Linked DNA regions of Sus scrofa: all the other regions are linked to region 3. A link is a contact called in public Hi-C data. All regions are on one chromosome and are shown on one strand. Each heading gives the region's core, a stretch centred on a gene start, on an enhancer-like site or on the middle of the called end of the contact. The rest is flanking DNA. Distances are from core to core; before and after follow the strand shown. Region 1 has its middle 260 kb from the start of NR3C1. Region 2 has its middle 300 kb from the start of NR3C1. Region 3 has its middle 100 kb from the start of NR3C1.

Evidence for each region. A called contact is a pair of places that touch in the nucleus more often than the background predicts.
Region 1: a contact with region 3 is called in a Hi-C map of liver, with 1.7 times the contacts expected there. The contact joins two enhancer-like sites. A contact is called at or near these places in 3 of 47 Hi-C or Micro-C datasets (liver and skeletal muscle) and 2 of 2 datasets of contacts at active chromatin or transcription factors (alveolar macrophages and skeletal muscle).
Region 2: a contact with region 3 is called in a Hi-C map of liver, with 2.2 times the contacts expected there. The contact joins two enhancer-like sites. A contact is called at or near these places in 5 of 47 Hi-C or Micro-C datasets (heart right ventricle, liver and skeletal muscle).

The regions. Positions count from the first base shown.
Region 1 is chr2:145,187,617-145,192,264 of Sscrofa11.1, reverse strand. No RefSeq gene overlaps it. Among named protein-coding and RNA genes, the nearest start is that of NR3C1, 260 kb to the right of the region's middle. Within about 2 kb of position 2,189, at least 7 of the 83 cell types and tissues checked have an H3K27ac peak or open chromatin away from gene starts, as enhancers often do. A contact at or near this core is called in alveolar macrophages, liver and skeletal muscle, where this site is marked.
Region 2 is chr2:145,227,670-145,232,456 of Sscrofa11.1, reverse strand. No RefSeq gene overlaps it. Among named protein-coding and RNA genes, the nearest start is that of NR3C1, 300 kb to the right of the region's middle. Within about 2 kb of position 2,441, at least 9 of the 83 cell types and tissues checked have an H3K27ac peak or open chromatin away from gene starts, as enhancers often do. A contact at or near this core is called in liver, where this site is marked.
Region 3 is chr2:145,031,729-145,036,534 of Sscrofa11.1, reverse strand. No RefSeq gene overlaps it. Among named protein-coding and RNA genes, the nearest start is that of NR3C1, 100 kb to the right of the region's middle. Within about 2 kb of position 2,989, at least 5 of the 83 cell types and tissues checked have an H3K27ac peak or open chromatin away from gene starts, as enhancers often do. A contact at or near this core is called in alveolar macrophages, liver and skeletal muscle, where this site is marked.

The sequences.
Region 1 (4,648 bases), core at 940-3,439, 160 kb before region 3:
CTGTATTACATGTAAGAAGCATTGTTGCTTTCTTGCTTGGAATTTCAGCTTAGTGGAAATTATTCAATGATGTAATGTTCCTTTTGAAGCAATGCTGGGAGAAGAGAATGCATCTTTATTACAAGATGCAGAGACATCTTTTCTGAGGCTGCCCTCACTCAAATCACCAATGACCTGCCACCCAGACTGCAGTAGTGGCCTCCTGTCTTCCCACCGCCCCTCCCGCCCCCCTCAGGTACCACCCAGGTTTCTCCATGGATGGCTCAGTCTCACCTGTCAGGTCTCAGATTAAATGCCACCTCTTCAGAGCGAACTTTGTTGACAACACCACCCACCACTTACTGTCTCTGTCTTTTGATTTATTGACCAATCGCTTGTGTAGCACATCCATCATCTCCCTAATCTGACTTATCTGCTGGAGCACTGTGGCTGTCTCCTGGGCTGCTGTGTCTCCACCTGGCACAGGTTCCGGCCAGTAATGGCACACAGTGTTTGTCTAGTGAGTAAACAAGTGAATGATAGAATGGGCTGAGCCGTGGGCTTAATAATTGGCAAATGTTTTCTTGTTTAATCTTATACAAGTCCTCTGATGGAGGAGCTACTCTCCTCCCTTAGAGAAGAAGGAAGTGAAGGCATAGCCGTGGTCTCAGAGCGTGTAGAAAGTGGGGATCCCACAGCAGGCCTAGCTGGCTCCACAGTCACTTTTATTTCTACCAAATTGTTTTGCCTTCCAGTAAGAAATTTTTCTCACCAATGAGAGGCTTTTTAACTTTTTTTTTTTTTTTAATATCTGAAGACCTTCGACTCCAGCCTGCAGAGCTTTGTGGTCTTAGACCAAAGTTTTTAGAATGGTATCTTACCCCTTGAATCTGTCAATACACGTGCCAACCCAAAACTGTCAGGAGGTAGCTTCATGCCAATTCATAAATGTATAGTATTCAGCCAGATAATGGCCATGATTGACATTCTGCCTGATTTATTTTCTTGTGCATAAATCAGGACTGTAGCCTATACACAAGTGTCATTTACAAGGTTGTTTTAGGTTGGGCCCATACACAGCATAAGCCTTCCAGTATAAATGGAATGATACATAGACTGATGTACATGTGAGGGTTTAGGTATATATGTATAAACATACATATGTGTATGGCCACAAATATACATACACATTATATATGTGTGTGTGTGTGTGTATGCCTGCAAATATACATACATATTGCATGTTATGCATAGCTATGTGTAAAATACCCTCTCACTGGGAAACTAACTGAACATGGTCAAAATTTATTTGAAGAAATACAATTCTGAAGAAATGCGATTTCCCATTTAGTCACTGTTTCTTTCTACATGTCTGTTTTCTGACCTAGTTGTTTGAACTAAGCTTTTCTTTCAGGCTTTCAAGCTTAATGTCAGTGGTGTGTTTGCCAGCACATAATTGAGGTTATACTCTAGCTCCATTTTATAACCGAGATCCATGATCCAGAATATCTTCACCTGTTTGAAGCCACACACGTCATTGCCTAGAGTTTGGTACCCTCAGTGCCAATGGGCAGAAGATGATTTAGGTGGTGAGGTCCATGGGGGGTAAGCAGAGGAGGGAGAGAGTCTGCTCCATCGGAGAGGAGCCAGTCTCAAGCTGCAGACGCCCAAATGTCATTGCATTTATTTATATGGTTACCTTCTATTCGTGGAAAATGGTATTAGTTTTCTGTTTACAACAGTGATATTTCATTTCCTTTTCGGGTCAGTGTACTTATGGAAAAAAGATGTCAATTGAAAGCATATTGCATGCATAATTATACAAGCAGCATGCGAGGTGGCAAAAAGTATGCAAGTCATATGCAAATGACTGATGGTAAAAGCAGGTGGAGGCAGCAGAGAGGTTTGGGGGTCAGAGTTCACGGCTTGGTGAGTAAACTGGAGTTGCTTAACCTCAACTTAAAAATAGCTGTGGTAACCTCAGGGCTTTTGTCTGTTCAAATGGAAAATATGTCAAGGGGAACATAGATGCCCCATAAATGATCTTTGTCATGATAATAACTGCTTTTATTACTCTTCCCTGTCATTCATGGCATGGTGTGTGAGGAACCCAGTATGTACTACGTGCTCAGCAAACAGGGACTAACTGTCCATCGTCAACAGCTTCCTTCTCAATAGCCTGTAAACAGACATGTGATTCATGACTCAGTTGTAGCCGATACCAGTCCAGTGTGTGATGTCCTGGGGCCTCTTTGGGGATATGCCCTTGGAGACTGTTATGTATGATCACTCTGGCATACAGAATTCTAAGCAAATAAAGAGTGAGCTCTCTTTCCATGCCAGCATTGCCTACAAGGAGTTAAGTTCTGTGAACAGCAGGCAGCTTTCTATAAAGTAAGGTAGAAGCTCCTTCTGTTTCTCCTGTGATGAAATAAGTTAAATATTAATCATCTGTTTGTTTGAGGTTATAAATGTAAAAGGTTAAAACTGTATCTCGAAAGAATGCCTGAAATTCTTTCCTAGAAAGAATCGTATATCAGGAAATTCAACCACAAATCCAACACAAATTGAAAAAGCTTCTCAGGAAGAAAAATAAATTAAGATGGGCAACCTGAGATGACTGAGAACATAAGAGGCAGGGTTGTATGTTATCTAAGTGCATGGGAAGCTAGTTAAATTTACAGGATCCCATCTCAGGACCCCTGTGCAGACAACCAGAGATAAATGAATTAGAAATGTGCTGACTGCAAGGAAAACTGGGGAACCAGGAAAACGGGAATTAAATGAGACGGTATCCAGTCCCAGAGAAAACAAAGTGAGAAACCCCTAGGAGTAAATGAAGCTTGGCTGAATATAGACACCATAGCACATCTTTCTCTGAAACTGTGTCCTTTTTAAATGTTTTATTATGGAAATTGTCGAGCACACACAAAGAAGTGAGAGTGATGTAACAGTTTTCACAGACCCGCCACCCAGCTTCAACGATAATCCACACTATGCCAATCTTGTTTCATCTGGCCTCATACGATTTGGGCAAGGACTGGGGCTAGAGCACTGAAGGTAAATTTTGGACATGGCGTCAACTTCAATGATGCAAACACTCCAGTATGCATTCGCTAATGCTCAGGAATATTTCGAATAGTTACTATGCTATTATCAATCCTACAAAATAAACAAATTCCTTTTTACCGTCTAATACCTATAAGACTGGTCTAAGTCAGCATTAAAACATGGCCACAAGATGTGTTGGGTTTTTCACCTCTTAAGTCTCTTCTATAACAGCTCCTCTCTTTTTATACCATATATTTGTGGGAAAAATTGAGCCATCTGTCCTCTAGATTGCTACACATTCTGAATTTGTCTGATTGCTTCATTGAAGTATCATTTAACTTGTTCTTCTCTCATCCATATTTCTTATAAATGATGGCTAGATTTAGAGCCTTCCTTAGATTCTAGTTCATGCTTTAGGCAAAAATGTTTCATAGGTGATACTGTATATTTTATTTTTTTAATTCTTTTTTTATTAAAATATAGTTGATGTACAATGTTGTGTCGGTTTTTGCTGTACAACAAAGTGACCCACATATACACACACACACATACATATATAATACACATATGCATATATACATATATAAATACATATACATATGTACATACATGTGTATATACAAACACATGCATTCTTTTTCTCATATTATCTTCCATCATGTTCATCTAAAGAGATCAGATATAGTTCCCTGTGCTATAAAGTAAGATATTTTCTTATTATATTCTGAGGCATATGATATTTCTTTGCCCCACTTTTAGAGATTGAAAGAGTGGGTTTATATGTTCTCAACCTGGTCCCTCCTTTATACAATTGAAACTAGAAACTGTCATACTGAGTGAAGTAAGTCAGAAAGAGAAAGACAAATACCATACGATGTCACTTATATCTGCAATCTAGTATACAGCACAAATGAACCTTTCCACAGAAAGGAAAATCATGGACATGGAGAACAGACTTGTGGTTGCCAAGGGGAAGAGGGAGAGGGTGGGATGGACTAGGAATCTGGGGTTAATAGATGTAAACTATTGCCTTTGGAGTGGATAAGCAATGAGATCTTGCTGTGTAGCACTGGGAACCATATCTAGTCACTTGTGATGGAGCATGATCATGTGAGAAAAAAGAATGTAAACATGTATGTGTGACTGGGTCACTTTGCTGTACAGTAGAAAATGGACAGAACACTGTAAACCAGCTATAATGGAAAAAATAAAAATCATTAAAAGGAATTTCCCATCCACGTTTGACAAACATTTTAGCATTTCCTTGTAGAATGGTGATGATCTTAACCAGCCCTACCTTACGAGCTGGAGTTTTTCTGCAGAGACTCCACCTCATCCACCATTTGATTGCCCTGAAATGCAGGAAAAGCAAGATAAATGCTTGACTCTTTCTCTTTACTTATCATCAGTTTTCAGAGCAGTAAAGTGGTGCCCTGGAAACACTGTTTTTTAAATATTATTACATGTTATGTGTTCGGTCTCTTGTAATGATCGTTTTTGATATTCGAGTTGTCCTCTGTCAGTACAGTGGGAGCTCCTTATGGTTGGCCCCTGTGTCTCTTGACACGATCCCTCTTCGTCTTTGATGGCCTCCTCGCTTACTAGCATACCATGATTT
Region 2 (4,787 bases), core at 1,192-3,691, 200 kb before region 3:
CCCTCTAAGATAACTTCATGGATGTCCCAGAAAATTCCACTAACACAGCAATTAATTCAGTCTCCTGACAACTAGACTTCAAGCTTCCCCAGGGCCAGCTGCTAGGCACTCTAAATATGTGGGGCATAGACATGAGACTAAAGAGGCAAATGCATCTTTTCCCAAGAGGGGAGATTTTCCTGAACAAAAAAAAAATTAAACTCTGATTCACTTCAAGGAGGAGGTGGTTTCCAGCCGTCTGGAGAGGTAAAGAATGCACATAACTAGAGGTGTGTTTGGAAAGAACCTGTTTGGGTAAGGAGAGAAGCCCAATGTGGTATCAAGCCTCTACTTGCAAAAATCAACTGAAACAAGTCCACATTCAAACAGTGGCGGTTTCTTCGAGCTCAGCAGAGAGTTATCCATGACTCACGAGAAAGGCTAAATGTATATGTTGCCTTGAAAACAAGTTTTTCACATGTGGAAATGAATTACTAAACCTGTTGTGGACACACTGGGTGATATTTACATTAAATCAAACATATTCCACCAGTACCATCCACATCCCAGTGGGAGGATTTGCTCCGTTTTTGTTTCTCTGCTGATCCCTAGTTTTACATTCAATTCTCTGAATAGACAGGGATAGACACAGGATTGTTTTACTAAAATCCCACCCTGGGACAGGTACCCTTGGCTGCCCAGCTCTCTGCCTTTCTTGTCTGCCTGCCTTGCTGGTAGAAGTCTGATTGCGTGGGCGTTCATTCTCCAAGTGCGTGTGTGGACGGCCAGGGGAATGAATGTTAAGTAGCCAAAGCCAAGCCTGGAAGTCCATGCTCCTTACCAGACACTGGTGTGAACACAGGCTGATGTAGCTAACGAGATGTAAATAGATGATATGAGCAATGCATCACAGAGGATTTTTCTTCCCTATTAAAAAGGCATGTGAGAGGAAATGCCCAAATTACTTTATGGCTGGATATCTTACATCTTGTCCTGCACGAGATCCTGTAGTTTTGCCATCTTTGGCTCATGGTAGCCATCTTGCTACCAGGAGAACTGAGCGTTTCCCGCATCCTGAGGGCAGCAGGAAGACAGCAAACACCGCCTTGATGACAGTGTCACATTACCAAAATAATCAAACATGCTTACAGACTTCTTGCAGGATAGGAGCCTCTTCCTGTGAAGAAACAGTCTTGGGCCCTGTAGTTTACTCGCTCAGCTGATACAAGTGGGTCTGATCCCTGTTTTAAGGCAAATTCTCTTAAATGTATTACCTAGCGTCTTTTGAGACAGTGAGGCCAACATGGTAGACAGTTACACATAAATCAAATGCAACACTCCCAAACCCAGTAAGAATGCATAGTTTACAGCAAAAGTTGGTAAACCTTTACAGTAAAGGGCCAGCCAGATCTTTAAAATTTCTCAACTTTGTGGGAGAAATCTCTGTTGCAACTCTATAACGCTGCCAATTTAGTGTACAAGCAGCCTTAGACATATAAATGACTGGACATAGGTATGTTCCAATAAAACTTGACTTTCCGAACCAGGCAGAGGGGCAGATTTCACTTTCAGGGTGTACTCTGCCAGCCCTGGTCCAAAGTCCCCAAGAGGTGTCTCCCCATGTGATGAAAATCCTTCCTGACAGCTTCGTCGTGGGATGTGGGCCCGCCTACTTCCCTGGTTCTGTCTGGTACTCCTCTTTGCCTTCACACCAGACCCTCTGGCCTTTGTGTTCATGAGTCAGACTTTTCTCCCTCCCAGTTCAAGGCCTGGCCATTGGATGATAGCTTGACCCAGAACACTTTCCCCTGGCCCTTGTCCTGGCTAGCTTTTTTCTCATCATTCAGGAGTAGACACTAGTATCATTTTCTCAAAGGGGCTTTTTCTCAGCACTTTATCTAAGCATCCCACGTTCCCTAGTCACTTTGCTGTTGGGCGTATGCTTTATCTTCTTTGACTGTATCAGTGCCCATCCCATATCCTCATCCTCAACTCCCATACCCATTAGATAAAAAGTTTCTTAAGGACAAGGACCTTGGTGATTTTGGTCACCACTCAACTCCCCAAGTCCAGAAATGAAGTAGTAAGTAAATATTTATGGAAGATTGCATGAATGAAACTCTTGTGGGCTCTTACTGACGTAAGGAAATGATTTAGAGTTAGCAAATGAATGCAACAACAGTCCGTTCCTAATCCTACAGTATACTGGTTTCCACACGATGGCTCATGCATGCCTCCTTTTAGAGTTAAGTTTTCTCTATCAGTAGCAAAGTATGTTATCTCTAAACACATAGCTCGATGACTAATAGAAAAGTTAATAGTTAACAATGGACACCCTGGGGCCAGAAGTTAAGAAAAGTTGGGAAGAGGGCATTTTGTTATTCTGCCAACCAAATAATTCTCTTGGAAACACTAAAATAGCCTGTTTGTCACATGGTGAGCTCATTAGGGTTTTCTTTCCATGAAGAGTTTAAACAGGTAGCCTTGGCCTAGACCCAGATCAAGGCCCAGAGCCGACATTCTGCTCAAAGTTCAAGCTGTGTTTTGGGAGCTAGGAAACATCTGCTTTATTGAACAGTGCAAATGAGGGACAGGAGATCCCAAGATTGTGTGAAGGATCCTTTTTGCTGTATAAAATCTCACACACTCATTTTTCCACCAGGCGTCTGAGCATAGGAAAGGATTGCTTGACTTTGCTGACCCATAAACAACCTAGCACAAAGGGTACTTAGAGATGGAACAACGCAATTGGAGGAGTGAGGGGGAATGGGGTGACAAGTATGTATGTTTGGGGCTCTTTCCTGATGTGAGTTAATACTAGGTTTTTCAAAGTTTGGGGTCGTCATCTCCACACGTCTCCATGTGAGTCATCCTACCTTAGCCATCACCTGCCTGGCTGTGGGCCGGCCCTTCTCAGACCAGGAAATCAAGTTATAATACAATTGCTAGCATTTGGCTCAGCTTCTTTTAAGCCTTCTCATTAAAATCTGTGAGTCTCCCTTGAAACTCCCTCCCAAATACGTCTTTTAAAATCCCCCAAGGGACACAGTGGAGAACAGAAATGTCCTCGAGAAAAGGGAAAAGAAAGAAAAATGAACAGAGCTCTCATTAATGCTTTTCTTTCCATTGGCTCAGAGGGTCGCTCCCCAGTGTTGTGGAAGCTCATGCTCTCCATTTCCGGTGGAAGAAGGGCCTGTCTCTGTGGCTCAGGGAGTAGAGATGGAGTCAATAGGCACAGGAGCCCTGGCCATTTCAGCTGGCCACACCCAGGGGTCCTGTGTTTATGGGGCAGACATCCTGATCCACAGGGAAAAGCCTGACTGTTTTGGTCCAGCGCTGGAGGCAGCAGGGAGAGCAAACAAAATACACAAAATAATGTCCATACCATGTGGGTACTGCATGCCACTGGGGTAGTCCCTGCTAGTGCCAGCCAAGTATGACCACCTAAGAATACAGGCCCAGAGTTGCCAGATCTTCTGATTCTTCCCCCAAGTCCAGAAATTTTTTTTCCAATTTTCTAGATGTTCTAAATGTTGGAGAAATTAAAAAAAAAAAATGGCTCAAGCCTCATAGGTCAACAAGGCAAGATTGGGCCTCTGGGTTGCCTGGCTTAAGTCACTGTGCCCTTGCCACACAAGTCCATATAGAGACACCAGTGAGCTGGGATGTCCTAACTAGCATCACCTCCCTGGGGGGTGGGGTGGGGGTTGTAGCACATTAAGAGCCAAAGCTTCTGAATAGATGCTCCCATCTTGACCAGGACCAAGAAAATTCTTTTTTTTTAATTGAAAAAAACTTAAATTGAAGCATAATTGATATACAATATTTTATTAGCTTCAGGAGTACAGCATAGTGATTAGGCATTTTATACAATACAAACCGATCACCACAGTGAGTCTGGTGACCCTCTGTCACTCTACACAGTTGCTGTGGCATCAGCGACTATGCTCTTTATGCTGTGCATTACGTCCCGATTGCTTATTTTGTAACTGTAAGTGTGTACCTCTTAATCCTCTTCACCTGTCCTACCCAACTCTGCATTCCTCTTTTCTCTAGCAGTCACTAGTTTGTTCTCTATATCTGTGAATCTCTTTCTATTTTGTGTTTTTGTTTGTTTTGTCTTTGTAGATTCCACATACAAGTAAAATCATACAGTATCTGTTTTTCTCTGTCTGAGCTATTTCACTTGGCATAATACCCCATGGGTACATCCACGTTGCTGCAAATGACAAGATTTCATTCTTTTTGGAGTTCCCATCTTGGCACAGCAGAAACTAATCTGACTAGGAACTATGAAGGTGCAGGTTCCATCCCTGGCCTCACCCAGTGGGTTAAGGATCCAGTGTTGCCATGAACTGTGGTATAGGTTGCAGACATGGATCTGGTGTTGCTTTGGCTGTGGTGTAAGCCGGCAGCAACAGCTTCGATTAGACCCCTAGCCTGGGAACCTCCACATGCCACAAGTGCAGCCCTCGAAAGACAAAAAAAAAAAAAAAAAAAGATTTCATTCTTTTTTATGTCTTTGTAGCATTTCGTCATATATGTGTGTGTGAATAATGTATGTATACATATGTATTATGTACATGTCAATGTATATATTATGTGTATATAGTATGTACTATGTATATATAATGTATAATATATATAGTGTATACTATGTGTATGTATTATGACATATGTATTATCTTTATTATATAGGTAATATATATGTTTTTATATATACATATCACATCATCCTTATCCATTCATTTATTGATTGGCACTTGGATGCTTCTGTATCTTGATTATTGTAGATAATGCTCTAGTGA
Region 3 (4,806 bases), core at 1,740-4,239:
GTGGATACTAGTTGGGTTTGTTACTGCTGAGCCACAATGGAAACTCCAAGGACAAACTCTTTTATCAGTGAGAGCCAAGCAAGGGTTTATTGTGTTTGCTAGGGTGACTATTTTTAGAATTTTCCTTAGATTTCTCAGTTTAGAAATAATTTAGAAATTAGAGTTGGATCCTTCTTCTGTAGATGGGACAGTTCAGTCCCACAGGGGGCAGTTCTGAAGTGACATGGAGTCAGGCAAGTTGCTGATAAAAATACTCAGTTCATAACAAAGGTCTTGGCTTCATTAGAACTAATGACATATGGTCTCTATGCTATGTTTATTCCACTTCCTGGGCAAAAGGCACTTGGAGACTCATTCCAATAAAAGGAGTTGCAGTCTATATATAAGGGGCCTAATCTTAACCGTTGTGATTTTTGATACCAGTTTTCTAAAAAGAAGAAGAGTCAGCACAGTCTGGTTCTTAATGTATCTCTCCAGTGCTCAGCCATGGACCAGCCACTGTGCTCAGTGTTCTATGTGAATTGCCTGTGCGTTAGATACCATACCTATACCCATTTTCACAGATGACAACACGGAGGCTTAAGCTATGAGGTCTGCTACTCCCTTACCCGCCTGACAAACCCCCATCAGTGTCATCCTGACCAGGCTCTCTATGCGACTAAGGAGTGTGTACCTTCTCTTCAGGCTGACTGTGAAGTGTACGAGCAGATTCCTGGGCAAGTCACATCACCTCTTTGCACCTCAGTTTCCTCACTGGTCAAACAGGGAAAACTTTTTACCTCAGATACAACTGTTGTGAGGGTTAAATGAGATGATGCCTGTCAAGCACTTAACCTGAAACAACCTGCCTCTCTCTTCAGGAGCCCCGCCCGTCCCTTCTGGAATATCACACTTTACTTGATCGGAAAGAATTTCCCCAGATGGTCCAGCCTGACAGTCCGCTGTTCCCAGCCAAGGTCGTGTTCCATAGCTAGCTCCACCCCACCCCACCCCACCCCCCGTTTTGGCTTCCTCAGCTGGAAGGTTCATCTTTCATGGTCATTACAACTTCCTTCATCAGTGCCATTAATTCCCAGTCTAAGAAATGTATGAATTCCTGTGATTCTGTTGGTTTCTGGGCTAAAAGATTTAACAGATCTCCAGAGTCACATGCTTCTCTGTTCCCAGGCTTCCTCTTCATAAAAATGAAATCTTAAGGAAATCCATCAGGCCAGCTTGTTCATTCTTAAGGGATGTGCCTTGAAGAAAGGCTTTGCATTATACCTCTGCTCTTGCCAGGCTGCATGAAGTCACCGAGGGCCACATACCACGCTAAATTCTCTCTCTCTTTCTCCTTCTCTCTCTCACCTCCCCACCTACTTGCATATTGTCCTCTGTTTTCAATATCATATATCATTATCATTATCATATCATCCTCTGTTTTCATTATCATATTTTGTCATCACCTTCCCTAGAAGGACATTTAAAAAATAGGCTCTGGAGCCAGGCTTCCTGGGGGGAAAAGTGACCCCACTACTTCCTTAGCTGTGTGATCCTGGTAAACTGAGTGCCCTCCCTGTGCCTAGTTCCTCATCTCTAAAAGGAGATATGAATAGCACCTACCTCATAAGGTTATTTGAGAAGTAAATGAACGGAGCACTTAAAACAGTACCTGGCCCATGGCGACCTCATATGCGATTAGTGTTGTTCTAGTCAATAGATGGCAAACTCTGGTTTTGAAAGGTCAATAACTTACACAAGGTCACGCAGGCTCTGAGGTGCAGAGCTGGCACTGGCTGATGGCAAAGCTGTAGTGATGGCAGTGCTGTGCTGCCTCCTGTTTAACACACACGGTGTACTCAGCAGGCACAGCTGAGCATGGCAGAACACTCAGAAGAGACAAACGCCCTTTGACCATCAGTTTCACTTCTAAGAATTTGACTGAAGCTTGAGCAAGTATATAAAGGCCCACGGATAAGGATGCCTATTGCGACATTATTTGAGATGGCATCAGACCAGGGTACATTTTCAGTGAATAGGAGTTCTCTCTGTGGTGTAGCAGGTTAAGCATCTGGCTTTGCCTTTGCAGGATCAATCCCCAGCCAGGGAACTTCCATAGGCCATGAGTGCAGCCAAGGGAAGAAAAAAAAAAAACTAGAATATAAAAAGGCTGTTAAAATGTAGTACAAACTAAATAAATCAGTGTTTCTCTCTGTATGATCTGTTGAGTCTGAATTTTCATGGAAAATGTCAAATTGACTTTTTAAATATCATTGGGGAACAGGCTGTGGGAACTCTTCCCAGGCTAGAGAGAGAATTGGGACTCGAGTATTCTTTTCCTCTCTCTCTCCTCCCTCTTCTTTTTTTGTTTTATTGAAGTAGAGTTGATTTACAATACCGTGTTAGTTTCAGGTGTACAGCACAGTGATTCAGTTATATATGCATGTTTGTATTATGTATTCTTTTTCGGAGTATTTTCCCCTATAGGTTATTGAAAAATATTGAGTATAGCGCCCTGTGCTATAGGTAGGTCCTTGTCGGTTATCTATTTCACATGTAATAGTGTGTATATGTCAATCCCAAACTCCTAATTTATCCCCCACTGATTCCCCTTTGTTATCTTCCTCTCCCTTGATGGCTCTCCAACTCTGAGCACCAAAGTGCCTCGCATGTCAAGGTTCGCCAGACCTAGGAGCTCAACTTTATTTCCAGAAGGAAAGAGAGTTCCTTTACGGGTGCTGGTGCCTGGCCCACCTGTGATAGGTGGGGTGAGCGGTATGCAACTGGGTCCCCTGCCTATGACCGCAGGAGACACTGCGGTTCTCCAGACTCACGCTGCCGTGTGGACCAACCATATGGAAAACGAATACCTGGATGGTCGGGCAAAGGCTTAGGCTTCTTTTTTTTTTTAATTAAAAAAAAGGTGTTATGCTGTTTAACACAGAGCACTGTGCACTTCCCTTTGCATGTGTAGACACAACCCTGCTTGAATCTGTATTAAAAAATAGAATTGGCAATGGCTTTTGCTCCCCCTGAGCTTGCCAAAAAGGTTGGAAGTGAGCATGCTTCTTCCTGCCTCTCTTGGCTGTGTTCCCTCTTAGAAGCTGGTGGAGACAGGATCCTTCTCTTCCATAACTTTCCCTTGAGCGGTAAGTGGGCTAAGGGGTGGGGTCCAGGAGAAGCACCCCCACCTTCCATAATCAAGGAGGTGCTGATGTAGAAAGATCAGGTGCTGGCAACAAAACTGAGGAGCTTCTGATGAAGTTCCCATGCTGTTTAATCCTTAATCATCCCTCCTGGCATACTTCCCATTGCTACTGCTTGCTTAAAATTGGAAAGGACTAATTGCCTCAATCTGTATTTTCTATAAAGCCAAGCTCAATGCAAAACCCACAGGGACTCCTTGCATGATCACCGTGACCTAATAGGCTATTTTATTTGCTTCCAAGAAGCTTCTTCCATCTTCCTCTTACATTCTAAAATTTTCTTAGTCCCAAGTGACAGTCAGCGATATGGGAGATATCGAAATGCTTCCTGCAGAGAAACAAGATGTTAGTTGAATTCCATACCCATCTCTCCAAATGGGTTTAATTATCAATGCGGTTTGCTGCCATGAACGTGAGTCTTTATGGAAATTACCTTAACTATTTTGTTTTTCCTAAAGACTATTCTGGAGATGAAAATAATCATTAAGCCTCACAGCTTCTACACCAAAAAATGTCAGATTGTTTCAGCTAATTAAAATTGAAATTTGAGGGCTCTTGTGATCTCAAATATGTCATTCAAATGTAGGCTTTCTCAGGAGAAAAAGTTTGTTGCACACTTCAGGAATGAAATTACAAGATCCACCCAAGTTATTGCATAAACTTTTGGTTTCTACACAAAGGCTAATCCTGTGCACATGCAGAGAAGCCCAGCCCCAGGTGCTGTCCCTTCTTTGCCAGAGAGACAGCTATCTCTCCTCCTAATGCTTGAATTCTGCCTTTTGTGAAAATTACCTTAAACCCACTAATAGCCACAGGAGGAAAATATAATCAATCCCTAATAACTTGCAGTCAATTTGTTTGTTAAATCTTTCCCTCTCTTGGAACTCAGAGTGTTTTCCTCCCCATTGCTTTCCTTTCGTAGATATGGCTAGAGGAAGATGCATAGGCAAAATGAGTACATATTATTTAGAAAAGAATTTAATTTCTTACCTCCTAATAAGAGATGTGGTAGGACACAACTGCTTGAAGGGAAGAAGGAAGGAAAAGGTTGGGCTGAATGTGGAGAGACAGAAACAGGAGACAGAAGAAAAGGCATGGAGAACCTTAGCCACAGTGGCATTGGGCCAGGATGGAAATGCTTACCAGGGGAGGGATATAGGTAAGGTGTGAGCACAGAATAAGAGAAACACGCCAATTTCTACAGAAGGCATTCGCATCTCTGGTTACCTGTGCACACCAGCTCTGTAAGAGTAACACATTCCGAAAATAATATTTAGACTTGGAGTCTCACTTTTTATGCATGGAGGTGAATTCTAAGAAATCAGAGCCAGTTTCCAGTCCTGAAAGCATTCCAAAGCGATCCTGTTAACAGTCCAGCTCCAACCAGGTAGCCATCCCTGAGCCAAATAACTAAGAATGCAAGCATGGGGGCGTGGGGCTTCTTCGAGCCCTGAAGAGATGTTCTCACAGAAGGGTTTGAGGCATTCTGTGACTTGTGTGACCTCAGGGAAAGTAACTTTACCTGCGGGAGCCTCTGCTTATCAGTAAAATAGATCATACCTCCTCCTGTAAGGATCACTGCTCTATAAACCTTAAACTGCTAGTCAAGGATGTTGGGACC